2 separate regions of the Mus musculus genome follow, and region 1 is linked to region 2. The links are chromatin contacts, called in public HiChIP or PLAC-seq maps. All regions are on one chromosome and are shown on one strand. Each heading gives the region's core, a stretch centred on a gene start, on an enhancer-like site or on the middle of the called end of the contact. The rest is flanking DNA. Distances are from core to core; before and after follow the strand shown. Region 1 has its middle 24 kb from the start of Gm31976. Region 2 overlaps Rbm19 (RNA binding motif protein 19).

What was found. HiChIP or PLAC-seq counts read pairs in DNA pulled down with a chosen protein or histone mark.
Region 1: an H3K4me3 HiChIP or PLAC-seq map of embryonic forebrain shows a contact between it and region 2, with 5 times the contacts expected there. The contact joins two enhancer-like sites. A contact is called at or near these places in 1 of 15 datasets of contacts at CTCF or cohesin (the NIH/3T3 cell line), 7 of 115 datasets of contacts at active chromatin or transcription factors (craniofacial prominence, embryonic basal ganglia, embryonic forebrain and 4 more) and 1 of 9 other capture datasets (embryonic trunk).

The regions. Positions count from the first base shown.
Region 1 is chr5:120,404,472-120,410,752 of GRCm38.p6, forward strand. No RefSeq gene overlaps it. Among named protein-coding and RNA genes, the nearest start is that of Gm31976, 24 kb to the right of the region's middle. Within about 2 kb of position 4,675, at least 44 of the 459 cell types and tissues checked have an H3K27ac peak or open chromatin away from gene starts, as enhancers often do. A contact at or near this core is called in embryonic forebrain, where this site is marked.
Region 2 is chr5:120,142,190-120,148,677 of GRCm38.p6, forward strand. It overlaps Rbm19 (RNA binding motif protein 19), which reads left to right. Exons shown (of 24, transcript NM_028762.1): 20 at 1,188-1,243; 21 at 1,808-1,924. Among named protein-coding and RNA genes, the nearest start is that of Gm10390, 6.2 kb to the left of the region's middle. Within about 2 kb of position 3,987, at least 24 of the 459 cell types and tissues checked have an H3K27ac peak or open chromatin away from gene starts, as enhancers often do. A contact at or near this core is called in embryonic forebrain, where this site is marked.

The sequences.
Region 1 (6,281 bases), core at 3,425-5,924, 260 kb after region 2:
TGCTTGGGTGTGTGTGTTTGGGTGTGTGTTTGTATGTGAGTGTGTGTGCGTGTGTATCCGAAGGTAACCTGCAGGGGTTGCTTCTCTCCTTCCACAGCATGGGTTCCAGGGACAAAATTCAGACCCTCAGAACTGGTGGCAAGCATCTTAACGCTTGCTCCATCCCTCAGGCTAACAGGAAGGGCATTCTAACCCAGGGATCAGCAGGTACAAAACACCTAGAGGCAGGATCCTGTTAGCAGAGGGTGAGAAACTGCCAGGAGACTGGAATGGACCAATGTAGAGCAAAGAGGAGACAGAAGGTCCCAGAGTTATGAAGCAAGCATCATCCAGCTTTAGCCACGTGGCCTGACCTGAGGGTCTGGGGCTGAGGGTTACAGGAGCCACTCTTGCTTTGTAGAGGTTCCTCTGGCCACCGAGTGGGGACTGGACTGAGGTGAGTGCAGGGGTAGAAAGGCCAATGGGACAGCTTGCTGCTGTTCAGGAGAAAGCCAGGCCTCGGCTGAGGGAAGCAGAAAAGACTGCGGGAGGGGCTGTGATTCGGGGTCAATGTCCAAGGTCCGGCTGATGGAATTGTCTGGTGATCCACCCTGATCTGAGTCTTGCTTTCTATTCCTGTGTGGCTAACCCTGCCCAACCCCACCCCCACCCCCACCCCCACACACACACACACCACAGGGAAAATGGCTGTCAAGATTTCTTCTGTTCTTGAGGATGGAAAAAAAAGTGGGGGGAGGAAAGGAAGCCAACAACCTCTTAGCTCATCAATACCGAGCCACGCCAATCTGTCCATCAGCTGACTGCCATTGAGAATGCCACCTCAAGTCTGACAGGACTGCAGAAAAGAGGAAAATGAAATATTTATAACTTCTTAAGGGACAAGGGCCTTCCCCAAGGTGAGAGCTTCAGGTCCAATCACATTATAGCTCCCGTGACAGCAAAGCCTCCTGACTCGGGCTGACATCTCAGGGCAGAGGTCCAACAGAGCTGCAGATCTGAGAGACAGCCCTGACCTGAACCTGGTTGTTGACATCACTCAGCTGCTGTGTGACTCGGGGCAAATCAATTACCCTCTCTGAGACTCGGCTGCTCTGTAAAATGGGACGGTGAGATTGCCCACAAAGCTCTCGAGAAGATGAAGTAGGATGAACTTGTGTGAGGGCCCCTGCGGTGTGAATGTGATGTGTGTAGGAAGCTTGTGACAGGTATTTTCTGGGGTTGATCTCAGTAAGTAAGTAGGACTAACCATGGGAAGGGCATACCAAGCCGGAGGGATCAGTGTAGGCAAAGGCCTCAGGGAGGAAGGGCCGAGGTGCAAAGCATGAAGGGAAGGTCAGAGCCAATGTGACTTTGCTCCTATCTCATCTCTGCAGACTGAGATCCGGCCCTCGGGAAGGAGGCTGGAAGCCAGGACTGGGCCTAATTGTGCTGCCAGGAAGTGAGAGAATCCTGGGAGATCTCAGGAGTTGGGTTTTTCTACTCCTGGGGTGGGGAAGATTCATCCCCACTCCTAAAGGAATGGGTCTACACAGCCAAATAAGGCTCGGCGCTGTGTGTTAGCCTATTACCCACCTACCTTTCTTCCTGTACCAGACAGCTCTCCGCTATGATCATGCTGTGTAACAAATAACCACGGAGGGACCGGCAAGATGGCTCAGTCAGAAAAGGTGTTTGCCACCGAGGCTGATGACCTGAGTTCAATACCCAAAACCTACATGGTAGAAGCAGAGAGCCAACTGCAGCAAGTTGTTCTTTGGCTTCCAGTCATTCGGTATAGCAAGAGTGTTCCCCTATATATACCCGAACCCGAACCCACACACGCATGCGCGCACACACATACATACATGCACATGCAAAAATAAATCCATAAATAAATGTTTAAAAGTGATTAAAGTGAGTCTGCTGTCTCTGAAGCTTATAGCACCCACCATGCATTTCGACCCCCGTCACTCCATGCATGGGCAATGATTCTGCTGTGATTTTAATCATCCAGGATGCCCAGATGTGTAGCTTGGACCCAGAGTTTCTGAAAGGCACAGGTGTCACAGGCTAAAAGGACAGTTTGTCATGAAGTATCATAAACATGCAAGAGCTTATACTTTCTCCCCAGCTCACTACACACACACACACACACACACACACACACACACACATACACACACACACACACACACACACACACACACACACACACTAAAGCCTCTGCTTCTGCCTATGGAATATCCTTTAACACACTAGTGGCCAAAAGGAATCTAAAGATCAAATTCACCACCACCCTGCCCACACAGGACACATGGAAAAGACCAAGAAGCACAATTCTATAATAAAGGAAAAAGAGATACAGACTATAGCATCCCCAAAACTTCATATAAACATGGAAGAATAGAGGAATAGATAATAGGTAGGTGGGTGGATGCTGAAGAGTTGATAGATAAGTAGATAGATAGATAGATAGATAGATAGATAGATAGATAGATAGATTGAGTGAGTCCTAGTTAAGGTTTTCATTGCTGTGAAGAGACACCATGACCAAGGCAACTCTTTTAAAGGACATTTCATTGGAGATGGCTTAGGTTCAGTCCATTATCATCAAGGTAGGAAGCATTTCAGTCATGGTGCAAGAGAAGGAGCTGAGAGTTCTACATCTTGTTCTGAAGGCAAAGTGAAGACTAGCTTCCAGGCAGCAAGCAGAAGGGTCTCAAACCCACCCTCACAGTGACACACCTACTCCAACAAGGCCACACCTCCTAATAGTGCCACTCCCTGGACCAAGCATATTCAAACCACTACAGATAGATGGGTAGATAGATAGATAGATAGATAGATAGATAGATAGATACATACATACATACATACATACATACATACATACATAATACACACACACATACATACACACATACACATACATGCATACATACATACATACATACACAGCTAGATGTATACATTCATACATGCATACATAGATGCATACATACATACATAATGCACACATATATACATGCATGCATATATAGATAAATACATATATATATCATGCATACATAGATAGATGCATACATAGATACATACATGCATACATACATAGATATGTACAAACATACATAGATACATACAATATACATACATGCATACATACATATGTACATACATACAAACATACATAGACAGAGGGTAGATGAATGGAGGGACAAATAGATGGATAGGTGGATAGAGAATTGAGTAGATGTATAAATGGATATAGATAATAGGTACAAAGATCGATATTTGATAGTTATGTATATAGAAGCAGGCATATAAATGATCTTTGAATAGGTAGTTGGTAGATAGTAGCCTATGTCCTCTGAGAAGCCATAAGGGGGTGTGTCTCTAGCATCAAGATGGAGTGCACAGCCGCGTGCCTTGGTTTCTTCTCCTAGTCTCCTGACAATGGACCATGAGTTGCCAACATGAGCCTCATTGCTGGAAACAATTCCATGTGTTCTCCGTGTGTGCTTGTCTGCAGGCACTCCAGAACTGAGCAAGCCTGTCTGAACACCTTTACAACTCTGCCAATACTTAGAGCCATGAAGTGTGGGCTTCCAACTCCTTGGATTGGCTGTCCCCTGAGCCTGCACCTATGCCAATCCTAGATAGCCCTCACTCTTTATACCATAGTACATTTTTGTTACCATTTCCATATGTGTTTCTCAGACAGCTAATGAGTCTCTTCTCATGCTCTCTTGTCTAGAGCTCACAACGTTCTGTCAAAGTTGTGAGTAGAACAGCTCCTCTCATTTTATGTTTTGTTTTGGGTTTTGTGGGCTTGTCTGCTTGTCTGTCTGTCTGTCTGTTTGTCAAGACAGGGTTTCTCCATGTAGCCTTGGCTGTCTATACACCAGGTTGGCCTTGAACTGCCTATGCCCCACCGAGTGCTAGGATTATATGCCACTACCGTCTAGCTAGTTTCTCTTTTCTTCTAGAACAGTTTGTATGATAGAATAATCCCTTGCCTCTCATTATCTTGTGCAGAATTCACCTGTACATCCATCTGAACCAGGTGCCTTTTTGAGGTGGGGTGAGGTGTAATTGCACGGAAAGTTACTCTCTGAGGACATTCGACTAGCTTTGGTACACCTATCAGAAACAACCGGAAGAGTTGATGCTTCCAGATTGGCAGAGAAAGAACAAAATTGGGTGGTCACAGAGCGTCAGGGTGCAGAAAGCCCACCAGGGTGTGATTTCAATACAGACATCAGTCACACACCACACGTAGTTCAGGTGACAAGGATTAGGAGAAACATGTGTTCTGCATGGCCACCTGCCTGGGGACTTTGGGTTTGGTTTTTGTTTTTCCTGACAGGGTATCACTATGTAGCCCTGGTTACCCAGGGCTGGCCTCAAACTCTGATATACAACTGCCTCTGCCTTCTGTGACTTGGGACTAAACGCATATACCACATGTTCTGTTTGTGAGCCTGCAGGTGCTTGGTGTTGGTGCATCAATGCTATCCTACACTGTGCCCAAGGTTTCCCTGGGCTTAGGCTGTGCTTCATATGTGAATGTTTCTGCGTGTCCACCAATACACACACCTACCACTCCCACCCACCAGGACCCGCCAGCACAGCTGTGCACAGCGCCCGCGCGCGTGCACACACGCGCAGAACTGTCTATTTATCATTTATATTATGTGAACGTCACACCACCTCGTGCCTGTGTGTCTGTGGTGACATTGGTGAGGACGGGGTCTGGGGTGTCTCTTGGGGGGTGTATCACCTATGTGGAGTGTCTCATTATGTGGATCTGTTTGTTAAACAAAACCGCGCATATGTGCACACATGTGTGCATCTGTGTGTGTGTGTGTGTGTGTGTGTGTGTGTGTGTGTGTGTGTGTGTGTGTAGGGCTGTTCCCACCCCGTCTGGCTCCACAGACACCCCACATTGCTTCTGCCTGTTGGCGTCTGTCCCCTGCACCCACGCAGCCTCCCCTGTTCCCCCCTCCCCAGTCTGTTTGCAAAGACACCGGCACAATGGGGCCTCGCGTGTGGACGTGCGCGCCTTCCTTTTATTTTGCCCACTGTTCTGTGACAGCAGCAGGCTCCCAGCTACCTCCTCTTCCACAGCGGCGCTCCTTTGGGGATATCAAGGGCAAGCCAGAGAAGGGTTACCTGGAGAAAAGGGTTGCTAGGCAACCAAACACCCACCACCCCGGAGCACCACCAACCCAAAACTCCGTTCCAGGCCTGCAACCAGATTAGCATATTAATGAGGCTGTAATTTCCCCCGAATTGTCTGCGCGGCGCACACTCACCTCACCGCACACTGGCCCAGGAGTTTGCTATGCAAATAAACCGGTTTTACAGACTGCGACTTAATTAATCCATCAAGTCCATCCACCTCACAGGAAAGACAGACGAACTACAGATTAATGAACCCGTGTTTGCCTACCCTTCTCCCCCTGCTACAGCAAGCTGCCTCTCGCCTTTTCCTCTCTACAGTCCATCTTTCTTCCTTTCTCTCCCCCGTGGGGGGACCACGGGCCCACCTGGAGTCCCCCCCTTCCTCCCTCCATCCCAGCCTTCCTTGCACCCCCAGCCTCATTCGCTGACCCCTGCCTAGAACCGGAAAGTCCCCGTGTCCAGCCTAGCCTCAGGGTTTTTCCAAAGCATCGGTCCCCTCTCTACCCCAGGCTGCCGGAGGAGCAGAGCCCTGGAAATGGAACGCTGTCTCTTTAACGAGAGGAGCGCGCAGGTTTTATTTTTGACTCATAGTTTAGCCTCGGCCCTGATATTCAATCAGCTGAATACAGAGTCGAGAAGAAGAGAGCGCGTTCTCCCCGCCTGCGTGTTAATTAGAAACGCCAGTCCTGGCTGCCGCCCACACTAATCAACTTTGTCCACATCTTGATGGAAGACACACACCCAGGAGGGATCCTGGGACTCTTGGGGGACCCAGTAAGCTGAGCACAGGATGCAGGAGACCCCTCTGGAGGAGGATGCTTTGAACATTGGACCCATTCTGCCTTCATCTCTTTTTCTGTCTTCCTGGTTCGCTTCTCCCTGAGGGCGGTGCCACTGCCTCCAGGAAGCCTTCTCAGATTGGCAGGGTTATAAATCTAAAGACATGCCCCACCTTAGAATATCTCCTCTCCACCACTGCCTCCCACACCCCCAGCAAACACACACAAGGAAAAAAGTTCACCACTGGCTTCTCCAGCCTTTCAGACAGGAGGGTCAGTGACTTCCTGTCCCCTCCCAGACTTCCCTGCCCCCTGTTCTAGCCCCACTACCCCTGTCTG
Region 2 (6,488 bases), core at 2,737-5,236:
CTGAGACAGGGATGAGCTTTGTAGATGTGAGAGGCAGAGAAGTCAGCATGATGGGCAGGATGGAGAACAGGATACTGGGATGGAGGAAGGAGGTGTAGTCGCCCAGCTTTAGCCTTAGGTCCTTTGGAGGGCTAGCACCAGACTTGAAGGCAGCGGAAGACCGAGCAAGCTCTAACTGGAGTTTTGGGACTGTTTCCTGAGCTGCTGTGAAGCCTGGGGGTAATGGGGAACCCTTGCATCCCATCACAAGGCATCACCCTAGCTTGGATCAAGGAACAAGTCGGGAGAGGGGCTAAGACAAAGGCAGATTGTGATCCTCCACAGCAAGAGCAGGCCTGTGGCCTGTGGCCCGTGGCAGCCCTAGAGGGACCTGAACCTTGCTTAGAAAACAGCCACAAGGCCGGTACTCAGGAGGATCTCTGAGTTCCGGACCAGCCTGGTCTACATAGCAGGTCTTAGGCTAGCCTGATCTATATAGTAGACCCTGTATCAAGAAAAATAACAGTAGAGCCCCCTGCATTGACAGTCATCAGGCCATGCAGGGCAGAGGCCACAGCTCAGCATGGGCCCTGTGAGGTTTTGTCTTTTGCTTACTAGAAATCCGCACTGCGGTCCCAGATCTTGTCTGAGATTCAAATTAAACTCTGAAGATTGTGGTCCATATTTTCTCTTTGGTGGTTCTCAAGTTGGTGGTGCAGCATTTGCATGTGTGCCATGTGCTCTCCTGTGCACAAACATGTGTGCACATCACTGCCAGGGATAGGGCGTCCAAAGCCCCACTCGCTGCGTTTCCTGGGATATCGGAGGGATTTCCAGGGGTCATTTTGCTAATGCAGCAGCTTTGCAGCTGGGGACTGCAGTTCCAGCCTAGCTTACCTGTGGCTCGGGTGGGTTAGAGCCTTCCATAAAGAGCCTATGAACTAGAGCGAGCTCTCTGCAAGCCAGACCTGCAGGCTCCTCTCCCTGAATATGCCTCTGTGGTAGAAATAGCTCCCTGAGTAGCTAGGAGGTTCGGAATTCCTAGGAGACTGGCCCTCTCTGGCCACTGGCTGCTTGGCTCAGGACTGCTTTTGTGTTAAAGCCATCTCTGTCCTTGGTTCCCACCAGCCCCTCTGCCTGAGACAGGCTGTGTGCTGGAAAAGGGCAAGGATGGGTTAGTGACCAGGCCTGGTCTTTCTGTGTTCTAGGGTCACACTGTGGACGGCCATAAGCTGGAAGTACGGATCTCTGAACGGGCCACTAAGTGAGTCCTCAGATGTCTTCTCTGTCCTTGGGTGGGTGGCAGCTCTCTGTGTCTGACCTTGGTCTGACCTTGGTGCTGATTGTCCTGGTGTCTCATGGTTCTTAAATGCCCCACCTCTGCCACCTACACACCCCAATTCCTCAGCCACTTGGGGTTCTTCACAATTAAGGTTTCTCTTGCCAACTTTCATACCCGCTTCCCTGCCCGTCTGAACCAGTCAGTGACCATTTTTATCATAAAAGGAGGAGATGGGGCTGGGAGTGTAGCCCGAGGGTAAAGTGCTGGCCCAGAATGCTTGAGGCCCTCCCTCATGGCGTTCCTTCCTTCTTATGGTCCTTGTTCAAGGACAGCAGCAATGGGCTACGCTGTTCAGGGGAGAAGATAACTCCATTCCCATCACCCCAAGCGGAGGATGGGCTGACTTCCTGTGCTTTCATCCTGGCCCCTTCTGGAGGCCACTTGCAATGACCAGGAGGTGTTTTCTGTGGGCAGGTGACAGGATTGGTCTAGGTACAAGCAGTTGGCAGCCCAGATGACCTGGTGTTTTCCCCCACCCCATTCCAGGCCTGCCTTGACATCAACTCGGAAGAAGCAGGTCCCCAAGAAGCAGACGACCTCCAAGATCCTGGTGCGGAATATCCCCTTCCAGGCCAACCAGAGGGAGATCCGGGAGCTTTTCAGGTAGGTCCCCACACTGGGCTGTGTGCACAGCGCCCCCTGGAGGCTGCGAGGCTTCCCAGGTCCTGACTGATAGTGCTTTAAGCCCACAATGGGGCTTTCTAAACTTTGCCTTTGGTCTGGCTTCCGTAATCTCAGAGATTATGGTACAAGAGTGCCCTGACCTCCCTTCTCAGAGGCAGGAGGATGTCTGGGTGTGTGCCTGTACTTTAGCACTGTCCCCAGATATCAGGAGAGATAGCAGTTCTGGTGGCTGCAGCCTGTGGTTCCCCTGTGGGATTTACCGATATCCCTCCATGCAGGCTTTGCTCCTGGAGAGTCATTTCCTTCAAGGTGGGTCCCAGACACTGGGACCTTCACCTCAGGTCCCCAGAGGACCCTGTTGTCCTCATGGGATTAAGATACTGGCCTCAGTTGCTCTCTGGAAAAAGCCATTTTGGGAGGACAGTGAATGTGACATACAGAACACAGGCCATGGTCTGTTAGTACAGGATGCAGTCTCGGCTTAGGGCCCAGGCAAGTGACGAGAGTCAAAGACAGCCTGGCTGGGACAGGGGTAGGTTGTCTTTAACTTCAGGGCTCTCCTTCCCTGGCCGTGACGGCACACAGGAGCCTGATGCAGGAGCCTGGGTTTCGTCAGGCTCATTCTGCTCGTGGTTTGAAAGGTGGTCCATCAGTTTAAATTCTTTTTTCCCCAACCTTTTTGTTTTATGTATGAGCATGTAACTTCCACTCACGAACTGTGTGCATGCAGTGCCTCCAGAGGCCAGAGGAGGGCATGAGATCACCTGCAACTGGAGTGACCACTGAGCTGCCATTTGGGTGCTGGGAATGAACCCGGGTCCCCTGGAAGAGCACCCAGTGCTTTTAACCACTGAGGCAGCCATGTCTCCTCCCTCTGTATGTGAACTCTTACAGTCTGATCCACACAGGCCTCAGGCTGACCACCCCATATGTGCATAGAAGAGCATTTTCACTTGGGTGGCCCTGTATTGAGTCTCAAGTTAAAGGAGACATTTCTGTGATCCCATGAGGGGGCACTGGATCATGAGGCACCCCAAGGCACGCGTTCTCAGAGCATGAGGTGGGGCGTTTAACCTTTCTGTGCCATTCGCCGAGGTTCAGCTGGGATTTTGGAGAACACAGGGGCCTTGAGTGCCCCTCCACCCCGCCCCCCCCCCCCACCGTGGCCTGCTGAGGCTCTGCCTGGGGAGGAGCCATGTCAGGAGCGCTCAGCCTCTGCTTGTCACTGTCTCGGGTGATGTCTCTGGTAGAATGACCTGTCTGCGTCTTGCAAGGCTACATGACAAGTGCTAAGTTAGAGAGGGAATTATCTTTGTGAGGCTTGCGTCTCTCCTCTTGCTGGGAGGTTAAGAGATGGGATGCTGCTTGGGGAATCGGCTTCAAAACCCATCCCTTTTCTCCCTGTTCTTCCCCATCCCCTGGGGTGGGGGTGTTCACCGCTGCAGTCAGCTCAATCAGTGCTGCATGCTGTCCCCTCTGATGTCTGAGCTCCGGTGCCTAGTGATACGGGTCACAGTCTGGGACAAGGGGCGCTTTTTTCTTTTTCTTTTCTTTTTTCCCCACATACCAGCATCCGGCACAACAGTCAAAAAGAGAGGGAGAGTGTTAGCTCCCGGCTCGCCTGTGGTGCCTCTGCCTCTTTTTTTTTTTTTTTTTTTTTTTTTTTAAAGAGTCCCAATCTCACAGCTGCCGCTTCAAAAGGAGTTGCTAAGAACCGTGCGTGTTGATCAGGAACCACATCCCTCCAAGATGACAGTGTCGCCCGGATCCACGGTGTATCAGGGATGACATTTATCCAGGGAAACAATAGACTGCAAGGCAGGGGAAGGTGCTTTGTTTGATCTGTGTATTATACTTCCTCTTTAGCAGACAGGGAATTAGTGTCTGCGGAATGTACTTACACTCGGCGTCTCTTCCCCTCCGCCATTGTTCTGACTGAGCGGTCCTAAACCCCTGAAGCTGGAACTGTCCTGGACAGGCACTGCCTCGCTTTTGTTAGCTTCCCAGTGGATAGATAGAGAGCTGGGGCCGATTGCAGTGGTGGACAGCAGGGGTCACTGTGAGACTTTCCCAGGGATGCGAGGCCCGTGCCTCAGCTCTGATTCTACACAAAGCCACCCACCGGCCAGCGGAAGGTCACTGACTGAGGGGAAGGAAGGCTTCAGGGTTTGGGAGAACTGGTTGACCTACTGTGTCAGGCAGGATTGGGGGCGCTTCTCATGGTAGATACACCCGGAGTCACAACCCACGTTCCTGGTATGTGCCTGTGTGCTGGGCTCTGTGCCTGGTGCCTGCCATGCTGGCTGGCTTGGAACTCGCAGCCCTGGGCATGGGAGGGCTTCTGCTGTGGCCAAAGTGAACTTGAAGCTGGCCAAAGTGAACTCGAGGCACAGCCTGCTCAAGACTGCACATCTAAGCTGGCCATGTGGCTTTCAGGGCTCTGACCAGAGCTTGGTCTTGTATATCTGTTTTCCTCCCATGTTTATAAAAGGACTTGTCATCCCCAGGTTGTCTTGGTGAGGACATCGGTGAATGTGTGTTTGTATGAAGCACTGTGCTAGGACCCCAGGGAAGGCACCTGTGTCCGGAGTATCCTCTCTTCTGCCGCTGTCTGTAGAGGGCCAGGGAAGAGAGAGGCTGTGAGGCTCTGTGAGGGGGCAGTCGCAGTGGCTGGTGACTGTGGTTCAGCATCACCCAAACTGTAGGAGCACTACCTGTGTCTTTACCCACAGTGCAGAATCCCAGAGGTTCTTAGTGGCTTCTCTCATCATCTCCCATCAGCCCCAAGGATGCTTGGAGGACCCGCCTGCCCAGGCCCCTCTACCCTGTGGAAGGACCAGCAGGGCTGCTCAGAGTGTCTGTGCACCGTGTGTGTGTACACACTGCAGCTCAGGCTGTGTAGCTGCAGCCATGGGCACAAGCCCCAAGGGCCCCCCCCCCATTGCCTTCCTTGGGACGGCCTTACCCAGAGTCTCTAATTTCAGGAAAGGCAGTGTCCATTCTGAAAGCTGATGCTTGGTTTTCACAGGGGGCAGGGAGGAAGGTTAGGATGTTTGGAAGCCAGCCCACCCAGCCTTGCTCAGTTTTCTCCTCTGTTGGTGTGGAACTGTAACTTGACTCCTGCTACCTCCCTGTTCCTGCCTGGGGGAGGAATGGACAGACAGACAGGAGGGAGGGAGGGTCACTAGCATCATTCTCAGTCTGGCGGGCACAGTTTAGGCTGTGCCGTCCAGTGGTTTCTTTCCCCCCAAGTGACTGTAGCATCTTTGGGGCCTCTCCTTCCTCACTTTGGGGTGGAGACAGGGAGCTTGCCAAGCCATAGGCTCCCCTTTGGTCCCTGTGGACTCAGCTTGGAATTTTGGAAGCCTAGTGTCAGGAGTCCAAGGTGGGAAAGAGAAGGCCTGAGTGGCAGGCAGGGAGGATGCACAGCCACGGCCTCTTACAGCCCTCCGCAGATCCCCTGGGCAGTTTCTGCTCACACGTTTTCATTCTCGAGGTATAGAAAAAGCACTGTCCCTTCGCTGTCTGGTTAGGGTGCTCTTGTTCCGCTCCCCATCTCTGCCCCTCACCTACAGGTCCTTTACTTTGCCTTCCTCGCCATGGGGTGCAGGCCATCTGTGTGAGGGCAGATTAGCTTCTTCCTTGCCTGTACCTGAGAGGATGAGGAACACGCCTGAGCTGTCCCAGGCCTACAAGCTATGTGCCTCCTTCCTCAAAAGACACCACACTGATGCTACAGAGGATAGCTAACAGTACATATAATAGAAACAGCCTATTCCTAGGTGGCCTGAGTGTTTTCCCTGGTCCCCAGCCAGTGACCGGGGAGTCTAGGTGCATGGCTGTTCTGTGGGAAGGCCTGCTGGACAGTGGTGGCACATGCCTTTAAGAAAGGAAGGAAGGAAAGGAAGGAAGGAAGGAAGGAAGGAAGGAAAAAAGGGAAGGCCCTTACTGTTGGCTCCTTGTCTGTCCCAGACCATCCCTCTGCCTCAGTCTCCTCTGTAAAGTATTCCCTACTGTTGCCCACCTTCCCAGAATGCAGAGCCCTTGGGATGTGAAAATTGCCCCACAGAGGCAGGGCCTGTGTCCCTGGAGCTCCAGAGGCCCTGTGGTCCCTCCTAAGACTGGCTGTTGCAGATTGTCATTGTCGCCTGGCTCACCACAGCCTGCGGTACCATTGACAAACTCTAGGCCATGCGTGGCCCAGATATGGTTCATATGGGCTGGCAGGCAGTGGTGAGCTAGCTCCTGAAGTGAGCTGCCTACAGCCTTGGATCTGAAGATAGGAAAACTCATCAGCCTGAGTCCCACACAGCTCTGCCAGCTGCCACTGGTTATGTAGTACTCACCAGAGAAGCTCCCTGCGCGGCTGGCCGCTTGCTCGCACCCCACCCCACCCACAGGCAGGAGAGGTTGAGCTTCTCCTGGATTTGAGACTCTGTAGCCCCTCCAGCTTCCTCTCCCTCCTTCCCATTCTCCCTGCGAGCTCCCCAAGTGGAGATACGCATGTGCCCACGTGATTATCTACTTACTGAACAAAACCCCA